Regions from separate parts of the Mus musculus genome. Here region 1 is linked to region 2. The links are chromatin contacts, called in public HiChIP or PLAC-seq maps. All regions are on one chromosome and are shown on one strand. The core of a region is the stretch at or near the end of the contact, and the rest is flanking DNA. Distances in the headings are between cores, read along the strand shown.

Region 1 (4,362 bases), core at 873-3,372, 1.2 Mb before region 2:
TAGCCACATACGGGCTGGCTAAATCCTGTGTGGCTGGAAGCCGATGCAAACACTTACCATGTCTGTCTTTGCCTTCTCACCTTGCAGATGACCCGGAAGTACAGGTTTTGCACAGCATTGGTTACAGTGCCGCCCCCCGCCTCTTCCCACTGGTCTGGGCAGTATTGCTCCTACCACTGCTGCTGCTGCAATCTCAGTGAGGGTGTACGCTTGCCCTGGCTTATGGATTGGAATGGGACTAAGGGGCAGCCCCAGCCCTGGGAACCTCTCCCACTACACCCACAAGACGCCACCATGAAGCCTCAAAAGGTTCAGTATTAAGGGTTTTAACCGAAAAGAGTTTAACCAGCCCAACTGTGCCATCCCTGCCTCCACTTCAGAGGGATGGAGAAAGAAGTGGAGAAGGTCCTTAACCTGCAGTTTCTGCCTTTAAGCCAAAGAAACAAGCTGTGCGGACCTGGCCCATTAAGAGGCCTCAGTGGGAGAAGGGCTAAAAAGAGCCTGAGGTCATGCGGTTGGACACTGAACTTGGTAAAGACGTCCTTCCCCAAGGAAGCCATAATGTGCAGATGAACTGACCGAAGGAAAAGCTTGAGACAGCTTCCTGCGGGGGAGCCAGGTACAGAAGAGGCAGCTTGGGCTGACCCAGCATCTCTGCAAGATTTCCACCTGCTGGGCTGCCAGAGAGGTTTGTAGCCCGGCCCTGACTGCATCCTCCCCATCCCTGGGGCAACATTCCCTGGAGCTGTGCCAACAGGAGGACTGAAGCAGCCTGGTTTTAGAGTGTAGCTGTAAGGGCAGTGCCCGTGTGTACAGTCTGTGGAGTTTAGCTTAACGGGCAGGGCCCACATGTACAGTGTCTGTATATAAATGTGCTGTATCTGTTCATTTCTATGACTGCAGGGTTTTTTTATACAGTGTTTTTGGATTCATAATAAATTGATGGTTTTTTATGGACATGCTTTTCTGCCCCACCATGTTGATTTGTGACCAGTGTCCCCATTGTGTGTTAGGCTCTGTGCTAAACAGAAGCAATGGGGGGGGGGTGTGGGGGGGGGCAGGTATAATGCAGAGCTCCTTTTGCGGCTGAGGTGGGAAGGTTAAAAACTTGAGACTGCATGAGTAACTCAGACCTTGCCTCAAACTCAAAAATAAAAGGCTGGAAATGTACCCCAAGAAGTAGAGGGTTACCTAACGTGTGTCAGCCCTGAGTTCAGTCCTCAGGAGCACAAAACATAAGTAGCCAGGCATGGTGGCTCCTGCCTGTGACCCCAGCACTCAGAAGGTTGAAGCAATGTTGCCAAAATTCCAATGCCAGCCTGGGCTACAGTGTGAGACTTTGTCTCACCAAAACAAAACAAAAAAAGTAAATAAAAGACAAAATAAATAAATGGCTAGGATCAGTCTTACCAGGCTAAAGGAGTTTACTCCTGAGGGTTCTGCACAACTCCCTGCAAGAGTGGGCTATAGATTCCTCTCCGCACCCACTCTTTGTTCTTCCTGTCCAACTTCACCAGCCTCGAGCGCTGGGCTTTGGCACACCATGCAGGTACTCATGCTGTCTGGGTGAGTCAGGGAGCTGGATGCCAGCTGAAGCATGTGCGCTGCCCCACCAGCAGAGCCGCCTGGGAGGCTGGGAGGGAAAGTTCCCAGCAGCAAGTATGTTGGAACAGGGGGCCAGGGGTAGGCTTGTCCTTGGATAGGGCAGGTCGTGTAAGAGAGGACATCTGAAAGAGGATGGCAATTCCTGCTTTTGGGGGACAGACTGGAAAGAGGTTTCAATAACCTCCAGGAAAACCCTCCCAAAGCTGGGTAACCAAGGTTCTGATATGAATTGGGGGCGCGTTGAAGACCTGTGAGACTAAATTTGAGGTTTGTGGTCCAGCACACAAAAGCATACAAGAACCCAGAAGTTGAGGCTAGTGGTCTCGATGATGCAAGGGGTGCGCAGTGTGAGGAGGGGTCGGATCGGGGACAAATGCAGGGGCACTACTAAAACCACTAAACGCAATCTGAACAGCACGATCAGGACCCAGGCCCGCACATTACAGCAAACCACCCGGCCAGCACGCGGCGCTGGTTTGGCTGGGTCCCCAGTTCCGGTGAAGTTCGGGCGAGGGCGGGTTCCGGCGCGGTTCCACGGGGAAGGGCGGAGCTTCGCCTTCCGCAGCTCCGGGTCTGAGCTACTGGAACTCCGCGCTGGGCTAGGGAACCGGCTCCGGTGGGATGGAGGCGGGCGGCGTGGCAGACTCTTTCCTTTCTAGTGCCTGCGTGCTCTTCACCCTGGGCATGTTCTCCACTGGCCTGTGAGAGTGTGGATGGACTGGGCTGGGGCAGGAAGTCAAGAAATGAAAGCGGGCAAGAGACGTGGCTGCAATATCTTGCTGCTTTTGGAACCCAGAATAATAGTGGAATAGGATTGGATGATTTGAGGTCCAAGGCGAGGCTGCCTCTTGGCCTGAGGGGGGAGATCTGCTTGTCGTTCAGGATGATTGGTAAACACCGAGAAATCTTTTACCCACTCCTAACAATTTCCTTTGGATCCCTTCCAGCTCGGACCTCAGGCATATGCAGAGGACACGGAGCGTGGACAACATCCAGTTCCTGCCTTTTCTCACCACGGATGTCAAGTGAGAGTGTTGTTGGCTGTGATGGGAAAGGCTGAGGGAGGTGCAAGAGATCCCTGGAGACCTGCTGCAACCCCAGCAGCCCCTTGGACCTTAATCCTCCTTCCCTCACAGCAACCTGAGCTGGCTGAGTTACGGAGTCTTGAAGGGAGATGGGACCCTTATCATCGTCAATAGCGTGGGGGCCGTGCTTCAGACTCTTTATATCCTGGCATATCTGCACTACAGTCCTCAGAAGGTAGAGGCCCTCCCTTGCACTCACCTCCACCCCACACCTGGCCATGTTGGCAGAGCATATAGTTCTATTTCCTGGAAGATTAGTGGGATGGCATTAATTCCCTTTCCTAGAAGGCCCTTCTGGTTCTCCTGCCCATGAAGTCAACCCTTTAAAATGCACACAGAGCCACCCACCCTCCCCTTGTTCGAAATGCTGGTGGCTTACCCAACCCCGTGGTGTCAAGATATCCTGTGCTCCCCCAACAGGCTGGGGGAAGAGGGCTATACTGTCTGATAGTTCCTTTAGGGTTAGGACCAGGGCCAATGGCTAAGAATGGCCATTCGCTCTGCTTCCCCACTCAGTCACACTAACATTTATTGGTCTCTTATTGTACATGTATGTGAAGCTCACATGAAAAGGGGAGGGATCTAAAAATGGCTCTCCCCTTCCCTGGGGATCTCCAGTGTTGTGTGGCTGAGATTTCTCTCAAATAACTGAGTGGTGAGAGGCTGACGTGAAGGCCGGGATAAAAGTTGATTTCCCCATTAGAGCATGGCAGAAGACAGGAGGAGGCAATTCCAGCAGAGAGATGAGTGTTCTGGGTACAGATGCATGTAAGACGCCTCTCCCCTGCAGCATGGTGTGCTCCTGCAGACGGCAACCCTGCTGGCTGTCCTTCTCCTGGGTTATGGCTACTTTTGGCTTCTGGTGCCGGACCTTGAGGCCCGGCTTCAGCAGCTAGGCCTCTTCTGTAGCGTCTTTACCATCAGCATGTACCTCTCCCCACTGGCTGATTTGGTGAGTAGGGGTGGCCAAGAGGTAGGGGAGATGCGGAGAAGGGCTAGGCTCCCTGAGCCAGGGACTGGCTAATACTGGGGCGGGGGCGGGGCCCAGCTCTTGGAAGAAGTCAAGGTAGCAGAGGTGAGTGGGATGCAGGAAAAGGGCTGAATGAAAGACGCACCACAGGGATTGTGGTCTTTTTTCCGCGAGGAAATTCTCTGGCGAGGACTCAGGAATGGTTCTATGAACCTGAACCAGGCACATTTTTGCCGTAGGCCAAGATCGTTCAGACTAAATCAACCCAGCGCCTCTCCTTCTCCCTGACCATTGCCACGCTCTTTTGCTCCGCCTCTTGGTCTATTTACGGGTTTCGCCTCCGAGACCCATACATCACGGTAAGCAGACTCTAGATTGGGACGTTGGGTCTACAAAGCAGAGTCTGGTCTTTCTAGCAGCTTTTTGATTGCAGGTGCCCAACCTTCCAGGAATCCTCACCAGCTTAATCCGCCTCGGGCTTTTCTGCAAGTACCCTCCAGAGCAAGACAGGAAGTACCGCCTCCTGCAGACCTGACCCCAGGCACCCGAGTGCCAACTGGATACCAAACAGAGCTCCTGTTTCTGCTGGTCCTTGTGACCAGTTCCATGGATGCAATAGGTTGTGAGAAAAAGATGACTTTGAAACTAAAGGGACCAAAGATCTTTCCTTAGATCAGATAGGACCTGTGGGATGAAATCACA
Region 2 (4,477 bases), core at 997-3,496:
TCTTTAATCTCAATACTTAGGAAACAGACTAAGATCTCAGTGAGCTGGAGGCCAGCCACTTTTACATATGTCCCAGGTCAGTAAAGGGGGCTTTGTAAAAGCCTGTCTCAAATATAGATAGATAGATAGATAGATAGATAGATAGATAGATAGATAGATAGATAGATAATCAGTTCTATCAGTTTCAAAATGTGATCCAGGGCCCCCTTTGGGCTGGGACTTTTCCAGAGGCCTATGATGTCAACGTCTTTTCTCAGAAATCCTCCCACATTATTCCTCCCCCCCTTTTTTTATTTTTTGAGACAGGTTTCTTTGTGTAGCCTTGGCTGTCCTGGAACTAGCTCTGTATACAAGGCTGACCTCAAAGGCATGCACCACAAATGCCTGGCTCCCTCTATTTCTCATGACTGCATAGACTGTGTAGTTTCCCAGGTACCACACCAGTGATAACGATGCTTTGTTAAGGGACTATGCTCTTGTGTACTCTGGTGTCTAGGAATACTCTTCAATTCTGCATAGCTAAATGCCCCAAAGCTCACAAAACCTTATAAAATGGAGGCAGGGTGTTAGCAATCGTGACAGTCGAGTTTAGGAAGAATCACATGTCTATCCACCTTTCCATTAGGAAGGATGATTGCATGAAGCCCAAATGAAACGGAACTGTGAATACAGCAACACAAAAACGGGGTAAAGAAGTGGTCTTCTTGACCAAAGTGTGGACACTTAACCCCTTCCTAGAAATGGGAACAAAACACCCATGGAAGGAGCTACAGAGACAAAATTTGGAGCTGTGACAAAAAGATGAACCATCTAGTGATTGCCATATGCAGGGATCCATCCCATAATCAGCTTCCAAACGCTGACACCATTGCACACACTAGCAAAATTTTGCTGAAAGGACCCAGATATAGCTCTCTCTTGTGAGACTATGCCGGGGCCTAGCAAACACAGAAGTGGATGCTCACAGTCAGCTATTGGATGGATCACACGGCCCCCAATGCAGGAGCTAGAGATATTACCCAAGGAGCTAAAGGGATCTGCAACCCTATAGGTGGAACAACAATATGAACTAAGCAGTACTCCGGAGCTCTTGTCTCTAGCTGCATATGCATCAAAAGATGGCCTAGTCGGCCATCACTGGAAAGAGAGGCCCATTGGACTTGCCAACTTTAGATGTCCCAGTACAGGGGAACGCCAGGGCCAAAAAGGGGGAGTGGGTGGGTAGGGAATTGGGGGGGGTGGATATGGGGGACCTTTGGGATAGCATTGAAAATGTAAACGAGGAAAATACCTAATTAAAAAAAAATTAAAAAAAAAAAAGAAGTGGTCTTCTTGGATTTTTTTTGTTTTTGAGGGCTTACTAATTAGCCTGGCTAGCCTGGGTTACACTGGCCTGCCTCTCTCCCAGGTGCTACCTTGCTTCTTGAAATGGAAACAGAAGTAAAATTTAGATGCTGAGGTCACCATGCAAATACCACTTATTATAAATACCAAATTATTTCTGACTATTTTAACAGTAAGAATAATCATACCCCACACTTGTAGTGCATTGACTCACCACGAACCTGCTATTAACTGCTTCACATGGATTGTCTCATTGATGCCTGCCAACATCTTATAAGAAGGTATTACTTAGCCTTAATTTACAAAGAAGAAATCGAACACTGCTAATTCGAACACCAAACAACTGGCAAGTAGTGGATCCAGGATTGGTAGTGAAGCATTTCATGAGCAACTCACTGCTTTGTACCTTTACAGCTTCTTTCTTCTGCTGTAAGCCTTCCCCACATTCTATTTCTCATCACAGTAATTCAAAACCACACTTCCCGGAAGGCGGAGGCAAGCTTTATTTCCCAGCCCTTGAGAATCGTTCAGCGTTTCTGGACTGAAATGAGTGACACAGTAGGAATCGTTTTTTAACGCACTTGCAATGGGCCGGCGTGGGCAGACGCAGCCTGATCTGCGAAGGCTGCAAGTACACTGAGACGCGGTCTCCTTTCCAGCCAGTTTCCAGGGATGTCCAGAGCCACCCGTTTGCAGCAGCCTAGAGGACCAGCCGCCGCCTTTTCCTCCGGTTATAAATCCAAGCCCCGCAGCCACAGAGTCAGCAGGGTGGAACTACTCTCCGATCTTCGCCCTTGCTCCCGCCCCTGGGGAAAGCAAGCTCCTTACCGTCAGTGTACAGTCCTCTCCGTGGAAGCACGTGTGACACCCGACTTGGGTGCAGCCATCTTCCCGGAAGTGAACTTTGGCCCTTCTAGGATGCAGAAACCATAGAGACGTCCTGACAGTAGCCACTCCCCTGGATGTTTGCCACGGAAACTGAGTTCCAGGCTGGGTGCTAGTTTCCTTCCTGCAGTTGTTGGAAGCCAATGCGCCGCCCTAACCTCTGTTTCGGGTCCCCCACCCCCACCCCCACCCCCGACCCTATCCTGAGCTTTCCGGAGTTAGTGCCTCCCTTGAGGCAAGGACACTCAGGCTCTGCGTAGCGGGATCAGCACTGGTTGCACACTACCTTGTCCCTTTCGTACTGGGAACACAAGAACACTTAAGACTCGACCCTTAACTTGGAGGAGCATGTAGACTTGCTCCAAGAAGAGGAGACGAAAAGGGGTCCAGGGCACCGGAGCTGCAAGTACACCATTCCCACCAGCAGTTGTAGGCTTCTGCGGCCGGCCGGCCGCCCAAAAACAAGGGAAAAGAGCGTTTCATATTGCCTCCCCATATGGGAATAGCCATTTGCTTGTTATCTAGAACGCAATTACGGCAAAGGATATAATAAAGAAAATACACTGAGGGCAGAAGAGATAGCTAACCCATTAAGAGTGTTTCAGATTGAGTTCCCAGCACCCATATGGATTCCAGAGGATCCAACACCTTCTAACTTCTGAACTGCAGATGCATACATGCAGGCAACGCACACACACATATAAAATTACATCCTTAACAATTAATTAAAAAGAAAAGAAATTACAGTGGGGGATCTTCAAGAGCATCCAAGTCTAGTTACCAGTATCCATGTTGGGTGGTGACACATGCCTTTAATCCCAGCACTCGGGAGGCAGAGGCAGACGGATTTCTGAGTTCGAGGCCAGCCTGGTCTACAAAGTGAGTTCCAGGACAGCCACGGCTATACAGAGAAACCCTGTCTCGAAAAACAAAACAAAACAAAAACAACAACAAAAAAAGATGCACAGTATCCATGTTGGGTATTCACAGGTACCTGTAAACTCCAACTCCTGGGGACCCATGGCCTCTGCTGGTATCTATAAACATATACACAGGCCCACTCACAGAAACACATAATTAAAAATGAATCTTTAAAAAAGCAAAACAGAACAAAACAAAACAAAACCCATGATAGCAGAAACAGAGATGCAATGGGTGAATTCTGAAAATCATCCTACTACCCTGACCATGTCAAGAGAACGGGAGTCTTTTGTAACAAAAGAGTTATCTGGTCACATCTGTGTATCATTTGTGTGAGGCCCATATTAGGATAGTGTCTTAATTGTTGTGAAGGAACAACATGACCAAGGCAACTCTTCTAAGGAAAAAAAATTTAATTGGGGCTGGATTACAATTTCAGAGGTTCAGTTCATTATCATCGTGGTGGGAGGCATGGCAGCCTGCAGGCAGACATGGTGCTGGAGGAGCTGAGAGTTCTACATCTTAATCCAAAGGCAGGAGACAGGGACTGCCTTCTGCAGGCAGCCAGGAGGAGACTGGAATTCCACATTGAGCAGAGCTTAATCATGGGAGACACACACATCCTCTGCCAAGGCCACATCAATTCTAACAAGGCCACACCTCCTAATATTGCCATTCATTTTGGGCCAAACATTCAAACACATGATTCTATGGGGGCCAAACCTATTCAAATTCAAATCACCACAGGCAAATAGGAGCATCTCACTATCCTGCTAACCAATACATTTTTATAGCACCTCCTATAGTAGTTTGAGTACAAATGTCGCTAGGCTCTTATGTTTAAATTCTTGGTCCCCAGGTGGTGGAACTGTTGGGAAAGATTAGGAGGCATGGCCTTGATGGAGGAGCAGTGTCACTTTGAGGTTTCAAAATCCAATGTCATTCCCAATACTTTTCTCTCTGTCTTGTGCCTGTGGATCAGACATGAGCTCTCAGCTACTACTCCAGTGCTGTGTCTGCCTGTTTGCTTCTGTGCTCTTTCACGGTGGTCATGAACTCTAATCCAAAAAGGAATAGACAAGGCCAGCATGTCCTTAGATCCAGCTCTAGGTGTTTGCAGAGGGTATCACAGATGCTTGGTGTGTGTTATGGTGTGCATGTGTGCATGCCTGTGTTCATAGCACGTGGAAGGTGAAACCAGGAGAATCAGGAGTTTAAAGTCATACTTAGCTCTTCAGCAATTTCAAGGCCAGTCTGGTTACATGAAAACCGGTCTTAAGGGCAGAGCCAAGCCCATGCTCATGGATCACAGGTCATGTGGAGCCCA

What was found. HiChIP or PLAC-seq counts read pairs in DNA pulled down with a chosen protein or histone mark.
Region 1: a contact with region 2 is called in a FOXA1 HiChIP or PLAC-seq map of pancreatic cancer cells. The contact joins the promoter of Slc50a1 here to the promoter of Gpatch4 in region 2. A contact is called at or near these places in 3 of 39 promoter capture datasets (cranial neural crest, erythroid cells and liver) and 1 of 115 datasets of contacts at active chromatin or transcription factors (pancreatic cancer cells).

Annotation. Positions count from the first base shown.
Region 1 is chr3:89,268,330-89,272,691 of GRCm38.p6, reverse strand. It overlaps Slc50a1 (solute carrier family 50 (sugar transporter), member 1), which reads left to right and starts at 2,122. Exons shown (of 6, transcript NM_009057.3): 1 at 2,122-2,306; 2 at 2,553-2,630; 3 at 2,742-2,865; 4 at 3,481-3,642; 5 at 3,900-4,019; 6 at 4,094-4,362. The coding sequence starts at 2,227. The coding sequence ends at 4,195. Efna1 (ephrin A1) reads left to right here. Exons shown (of 5, transcript NM_010107.4): 5 at 88-962. The coding sequence ends at 200.
Region 2 is chr3:88,040,875-88,045,351 of GRCm38.p6, reverse strand. Gpatch4 (G patch domain containing 4) reads right to left here and starts at 2,246. Exons shown (of 8, transcript NM_001110809.2): 1 at 2,173-2,246.